Regions from separate parts of the Athene noctua genome. Here region 2 is linked to region 1. Evidence: chromatin contacts called from public Hi-C data. All regions are on one chromosome and are shown on one strand. The core of a region is the stretch at or near the end of the contact, and the rest is flanking DNA. Distances in the headings are between cores, read along the strand shown. Region 1 holds the start of PTMS (parathymosin). Region 2 holds the start of LPAR5 (lysophosphatidic acid receptor 5).

What was found. Hi-C and Micro-C count contacts between places; a contact is called where the count stands out from the background.
Region 2: a contact with region 1 is called in a Hi-C map of heart, with 3 times the contacts expected there. The contact joins the promoter of LPAR5 here to the promoter of PTMS in region 1. A contact is called at or near these places in 2 of 2 Hi-C or Micro-C datasets (heart and liver).

The regions. Positions count from the first base shown.
Region 1 is chr1:131,779,734-131,782,451 of bAthNoc1.hap1.1, reverse strand. It overlaps PTMS (parathymosin), which reads left to right and starts at 1,357. Exons shown (of 5, transcript XM_074896074.1): 1 at 1,357-1,810; 2 at 2,532-2,603. The coding sequence starts at 1,763.
Region 2 is chr1:131,938,148-131,941,175 of bAthNoc1.hap1.1, reverse strand. LPAR5 (lysophosphatidic acid receptor 5) reads right to left here and starts at 1,721. Exons shown (of 1, transcript XM_074927563.1): 1 at 609-1,721. The coding sequence starts at 1,721. The coding sequence ends at 609.

The DNA.
Region 1 (2,718 bases), core at 108-2,607:
GAAAGTAAAGCCGATTTAGTCATCCTGGTTTGCTCAAGCTATTAAACGACGGTCTGAAGCATCAGGAACATGTGTTTAGTTAGCATCAAATCCTCGCAACTGCAAGACACAACCTGCCATTCTGCAGAAGGGACTTTTGCTGGAAATGAGACTCAGAGCTGGGTGGCGATCGTCCCCAGCGGGCCACCCCCTGCCCGCGGGGAGACCAGGAACGGGCCTGCTTTCCCCGGCCTGCGTGCCCGGCGCTGCGGCAGACAGCAGGGGGCAGAGTTGCACAGCGTTGCGTGCCGCGCGGTCGAGCCGCCGCTCGCCCCGCCTTGCCTCGCCGCCGGGGCGGGAGGCCGGGCTGGCAGCTGGGAGGTGCCCCTGGCCGACAGCGGCAGCGGGGCACCGGGGGCGGGGAGCTCCCGGGGCGGCCCTAACACCCACCGCGGTACCGTGGGTAGCTCGCGGCGCTTCGGTCACCGAGGGGCTCCCCCCCCCGGTTTAAGAGTCACACAACGCCCGCGCTGCTTCAAAACAGGCCCGGGCCCCTCTCCTGACAGTCCGCGCCCGGGGAGGGCAGCTGGAGCGCCCTCAGCAGAGCGGGCCGGCCCCGGGCTGGAGCCCCGAGCCCCGCAGCGGGTGCAGGAGCGGCCCCGCCGCCCCCCGTCCCTCGCGCACCGTCCCACCGCCCCACGTGCCAAGCGGCCCCGCCCCCCTCGCTGCAGCACCCGTACCCCAACCGCCAGCCTGCCCCCGGCAGCCAATGGGAAGCCTGTTGTCAGGCAGACGGCTCATTTGAATGGCCCAATCGGGCACCCACTCCTTGGTCCCTCCTTATATGGGGAATAGGGATGCGGTCGCTAATCTCCCCCCTCCCCCCACCCAACTGCCGGGCTGGCGCGCGCGAGCCGGGCCACGCCCCCTCCCTCCGCCGCGGACAGCGCGGGAAAAGTAGCCTGGCTGCCGCCCCGCCCCCACCCGGCAGGTTCCCGCGCAGGGGCCCAGCGGAGGGGAGGGGCGGGAAGGAGGAGCCGGGCGGCTGGGAGCGCTTCCAGCGGGAGGGAGAGAGGGAAGACGGGCGGGCAGCTGGAGTGGAAAATTCCAGGCAGGAGGCCGCGTGAGCCCGGCCGTCACCAGTCCTCCCCTCCCCCACGGCCCCGCTCCTCGCCCATCCCCGGGTCCTCCTGGAGGGGCGGCCAAAAGGACCGGCCGCTTCCCCCCTCCCCACGCCCCGGTCCGGCGGGCAGAGGGTTCGGCTTCCCCCTAGTGTGTCGCAGCCCCCAGCAGCTCGGCGGGACGAGCGGAGCGGGGCTTTCGTGCTTCGCGCCCCCGCCTGGCCTCGACGGGCTGGGCGGCTCCGGAGGAGAAGAGGCGGTGCCTTGGGGGGGGGGAGGGGGCTGCGGTTGCGCCCCCGCTGCCGGGCGACCGCCGGTCCTTGCTGAGCGCACATTGTTCTGGCGGCCGCGCTCCCAGCCGCGCGGCCCGTCCCTCTCCCCTCCCTCCCTCCTCCGCCTCCCGTCCCTCTCCCCTCCCTCCCCAGGTCCCTCCTTCCCTCGTCACCGGGCACTGTATAAATCCCCTTTCCTCGGCGTATCCCCCCACCGCGGGAGACCCTGGTACTTTAGTCCCCGGGCCGGGAACTCGCCGCCCCCGCATCGCTGGGACTTTGCGCTCCCGCCGCTGACCCCCTTCCCCGCCCCTATCCTCCTCCTCCTCTCCCCGCGAGGCTCCTTCACACGGCTCCCACCGGCCTCTTCCCTTCGCTACCCGAGCCGGAATGTCGGAAAAACGCGTCGAGGAGGCGCCGGCGGAGCTGAGCGCTAAGGTGAGACACCGCTCCCCCTCACCACCGGGCCCGCTCCCGGCCGGAGGGGGGAATCGAGGGCGGGGGGGGAGGCGCCGGCCCCGTTCGCTCACACCGGGGCCCGCACGGCGGGGGGCGCGCGCGGGGCCCTCGCGCCGCCCGGCCAATGGGGGGGCGGGGGCGGGGCGGGGGGCGCGAGGGCCCTCGCGCCCCCCGCCCCGCCCCCGCCCCCCCATTGGCCGGGCGGCGCGCGCGCTGGTCTCGCGGCGGGGGGGGGTTCGTGCCGTCGGGTCTCCCCTCCGGGCGGGAGGCGACGGCGGCGCCGTTAAGGAAATGGTTTAACGGCAGCGGGGCGGGGGGGGGGGGGGGCAGAAAAGTTGTGTGGACACAAAGCGCGGGCCCGCGGGGAAGGGGAGGGCAGGCGAAGGCCGGAAACGCCTCGATCCTACGGACAGGGTTTCTTTTTTTTTTTTTTTTTAGAGAGAAAACACCATAAAAACCAAACCATTAAACTCTTCCGTATTTCTGGTTTCCGCATGTGTGTGTGATCTGAAAGTAGCTTTGACGCGTTTTCGCTGCTTTTTCTTTGTCAGGGCGGGCTGATTTAATGCCTAATATATTTTCTCTCCACACCGTTATTCTCCGTTTCCTCTAAAACCCTCTTTGTTTAAGCATCCCCATCTTTTTATTTTCTCGCCACTGACCACTGGAATGTTTGGGTTTTTTTTCATCTCTCGTATAGGAAATGAAAGAAAAGAAGGAAAAACTGGAGGAGAAAGTGGTCCACAAAGAAAAGAAGAAGGAGATTGTAGAGGTGAGGCCCTTCTGACAGACAGATTTAGTGGCGTCGGGGAGGTTTTTTTAAGAGGCGGTTAGCCTGGCTCGCTGTGGGTAATGAATATGAAGACAATATGGGAGATTAAGAAAGA
Region 2 (3,028 bases), core at 472-2,971, 160 kb before region 1:
AAAAATTGTTTTGCTAAGGTCTGTGACTTACTATACAATTAAAAAGCTGTTTTCTGCAAGAGTACTAAACACTCAGCTATTCTCCTTGACCCCAACAAGGGTTGCTAAACGCTTCAGGTCTTTTAGAAAATGAAGATGGTTATTTAGGTGCCCCAAGCTGGACTTAAGACTCAAACTGAAGCATCTAGTTAAAAAACCAACAAAATTTCCCTCAGTCATCACTACTAAATTCACCCTGTCAGCAGTGAGTACCGTATCTGTGCTCAATTATCCCCAGAACTGCTCCACGCTACAGTGCAGACAGAAGGTGTCCAGGCAGGATGGACTTGCTATGGGAATCTCTGCTGACCAGACCTGGACACACTAGGTTTGTTTCACATCCTTGTTTGCCACTGCTTCCTGTACCAAAAGAGTCAGGAGGGACCATGTCACCAAGATATCTCTGTTTATTCAAAACAACCTTTCATCCTTCAGCACTGTATCATCACGTTCACCCACATACAGTCTGCTGGGCTCTCTCAAACAGTTTGCTAAGTTACCCTGAACTGTTTCCCACAGTCTTGCTGCAATCATTGAATGGGTGGCTCTGCAACTCAGCAATGGTGTGGTTATATTTCCGAGTCCTCAATAGGGCCATTCAAAAATATTGCAGTAGGAAGTGGTCGCACAGATTCATTGGGATGGATAAGGTTTTCAGCTGGGAACTGGTTTACTTTTGAGACAGTGTGGTTTCGGACGGACTTATTCTCCACAACCTGATTCTTAAGCATCCCTGTATCTGAGTCCCAGGTTTGTCCCCGCCGCAGTTTCTTAAAGGTGTTACGGAAACCCTCAGTACTAAAGTAGTAGATCAAGGGATCTAGCGTGCAGTTCATGCTGGCCAACAGCATTGTCAAAATTAACACTTGGCGCACAGAGACCTGTGTTTCTTGCTCAACCTTCATCACCCGGGCCTTTATCAACCCATAAACAGCCAGGGTAGTATTGTAGGGCACAAAGCAGATGATGAAGATGACCAGATTGGCCAAGAGGAGACGGACGGTCTTCTGCTGTCGCAGGGTCTTTGGCTGGCTGTCCTGGCAGAGCTCCTGAAAGATCCGGATTGAGCAGTATGTCACACAGCTGAGAGGCAGGAGAAAACCCAAGATTTCAGCCAGGACAACTAGGGGGAAGAGGTTATTCTGCCACATGTTGTCGCTAAAGCTTTCAAAGCACAGATAAACGGTCTGGTTCTGTACCTCACAGTGGTTTTGCTTGTGGACTATGGCTGTGGGGATGGAGCCCATGAAGATCACAACCCAGACGACCAGGCAAAGGAGCTTGGCCACCTTGGGCCGCCGCAGATGCCGCCAGCGAAGTGGGTGGACAATGGCAACATAGCGATCCAGGTTGATGCACATGAGGAAGAGGCAGCTACCATACATGTTGATCTGGAAGACAGAGCCAGAGACCTGGCACAGGGTGTTACCAAAGGGCCAGTGGTGGTTGGAATAGTAGTAGAGTCGCAAAGGCAGAGGCAGTGTGAAGGTGAGGTCACTCATGGCCAGGTTGAACATGTAGATCATCACCACAGACTTCAGGCGCAGGTAGCGGATGAATATCCATAGGGCCATCACATTTAGCATCAAACCTGTAATGAATACCAGGATGTAGCCAGGCAGGAGGAGGTGGTGGTTGAAGCTGTAATCCTTGCATGTCTGAGATTCATTGGAAGCTGACATGCCCAGCAGGTATCCGTGGAGAGTCTTGCTGAGATGGCTGAGCCTGCTGGTGGGCTAAGGAGGCACAAAGAAAAGCACTGAGAGGTCATTCCCCTCTAGGAAGCGACAGGCAGGTTATTCCCCTCATCTGCAGTCGGGAGGTAGATGGACACACCTCTCTCGTTACTGATGCTGCTTTGGAATGCTGGTCAGTAGTCATCTGGCAGGGATGGTAACATAGTCAGATGCAGTTAGCTTCTGCCTCTAGTTCAGCAATTCTTTCCAGTGGTTATGGTGATGCTGATGTGATGGAGGGTCATTGCCAGTTGTTGAATGCCAGCACAGTTCCTGTTTAAAGTGGAAGACCAAGAAAGGAGAGCTTAAGTTAGAGGGGGAAATCTCTTGAAAGCCTCAAAATCCCACCATGATGGATTGTGCTGCAAGAACTCACAAAACCAAAGATTAAGAAAAGGGGACAGTAGAAAAGTGAGTAATTATATGTCAGAAGAAGCCAGAGCACAGGGAAGGTAATTGTAGTACAGAATCATTTATTGCTCAGCACCAGAAAAAGCATGTTGTTTTGATCACTGCTTGGAACACATGTATACAAGAAAGGGACAGCACAAGAGCACACAGGGAAAGTAGTCAAGGCAACTCCAGAAAAAAGAGTGAGAAAAAGAAGAGAGCAAGCATTTTGAGGGAAAAATGCTGACTGGAAGGAACTTAAAATAAAAACTGCATAGATTGTTTTATATCAGAGAAGTAGGACTTTGTACATCCATTGCAGATAAAAAGAATTACACTACAGTTAGACTTGCTCCACCCTAGCACCTTTTCCTAGGTGAAACAACGCACACACACCTGAGTCCCAGCTAGATGGAGTTCCTTATGTTGCTTACATTCATACAGCTCATTTGGATTGGATGTCCTCAGATCATTTTCTTGCTTACAACACCATAAAGCATGAAACAGCCCATGTCCCACAAACACAGAGCAGCACAGCCAGGTAAGGGAGCACACAGTAAAGCAGGAAGGGCCATGAGATTCATGTGGACACCCATACCTGTGACTCCGAAGTGGTGTGAGGCTGGTAACCACTCTAGATACTAACAGTAGCATTGCCTTGCCAAACATTGATCAACTGGAGTGAGGCCAGTGGAGGACCACCAGAAAGGTCTGGGGGCTGGAGCACTTTCCCCCTGAGGAGATGCTGAGAAAACAGGGCTTGTTCAGCTGGAGAAGAGAAGGCTTCACGGGATATAATAGCAGCCCCCCCATACCTGCAAAGTGGTTACTGGAAGAGGACAGAGTTAGCTGTTCACAGTGAG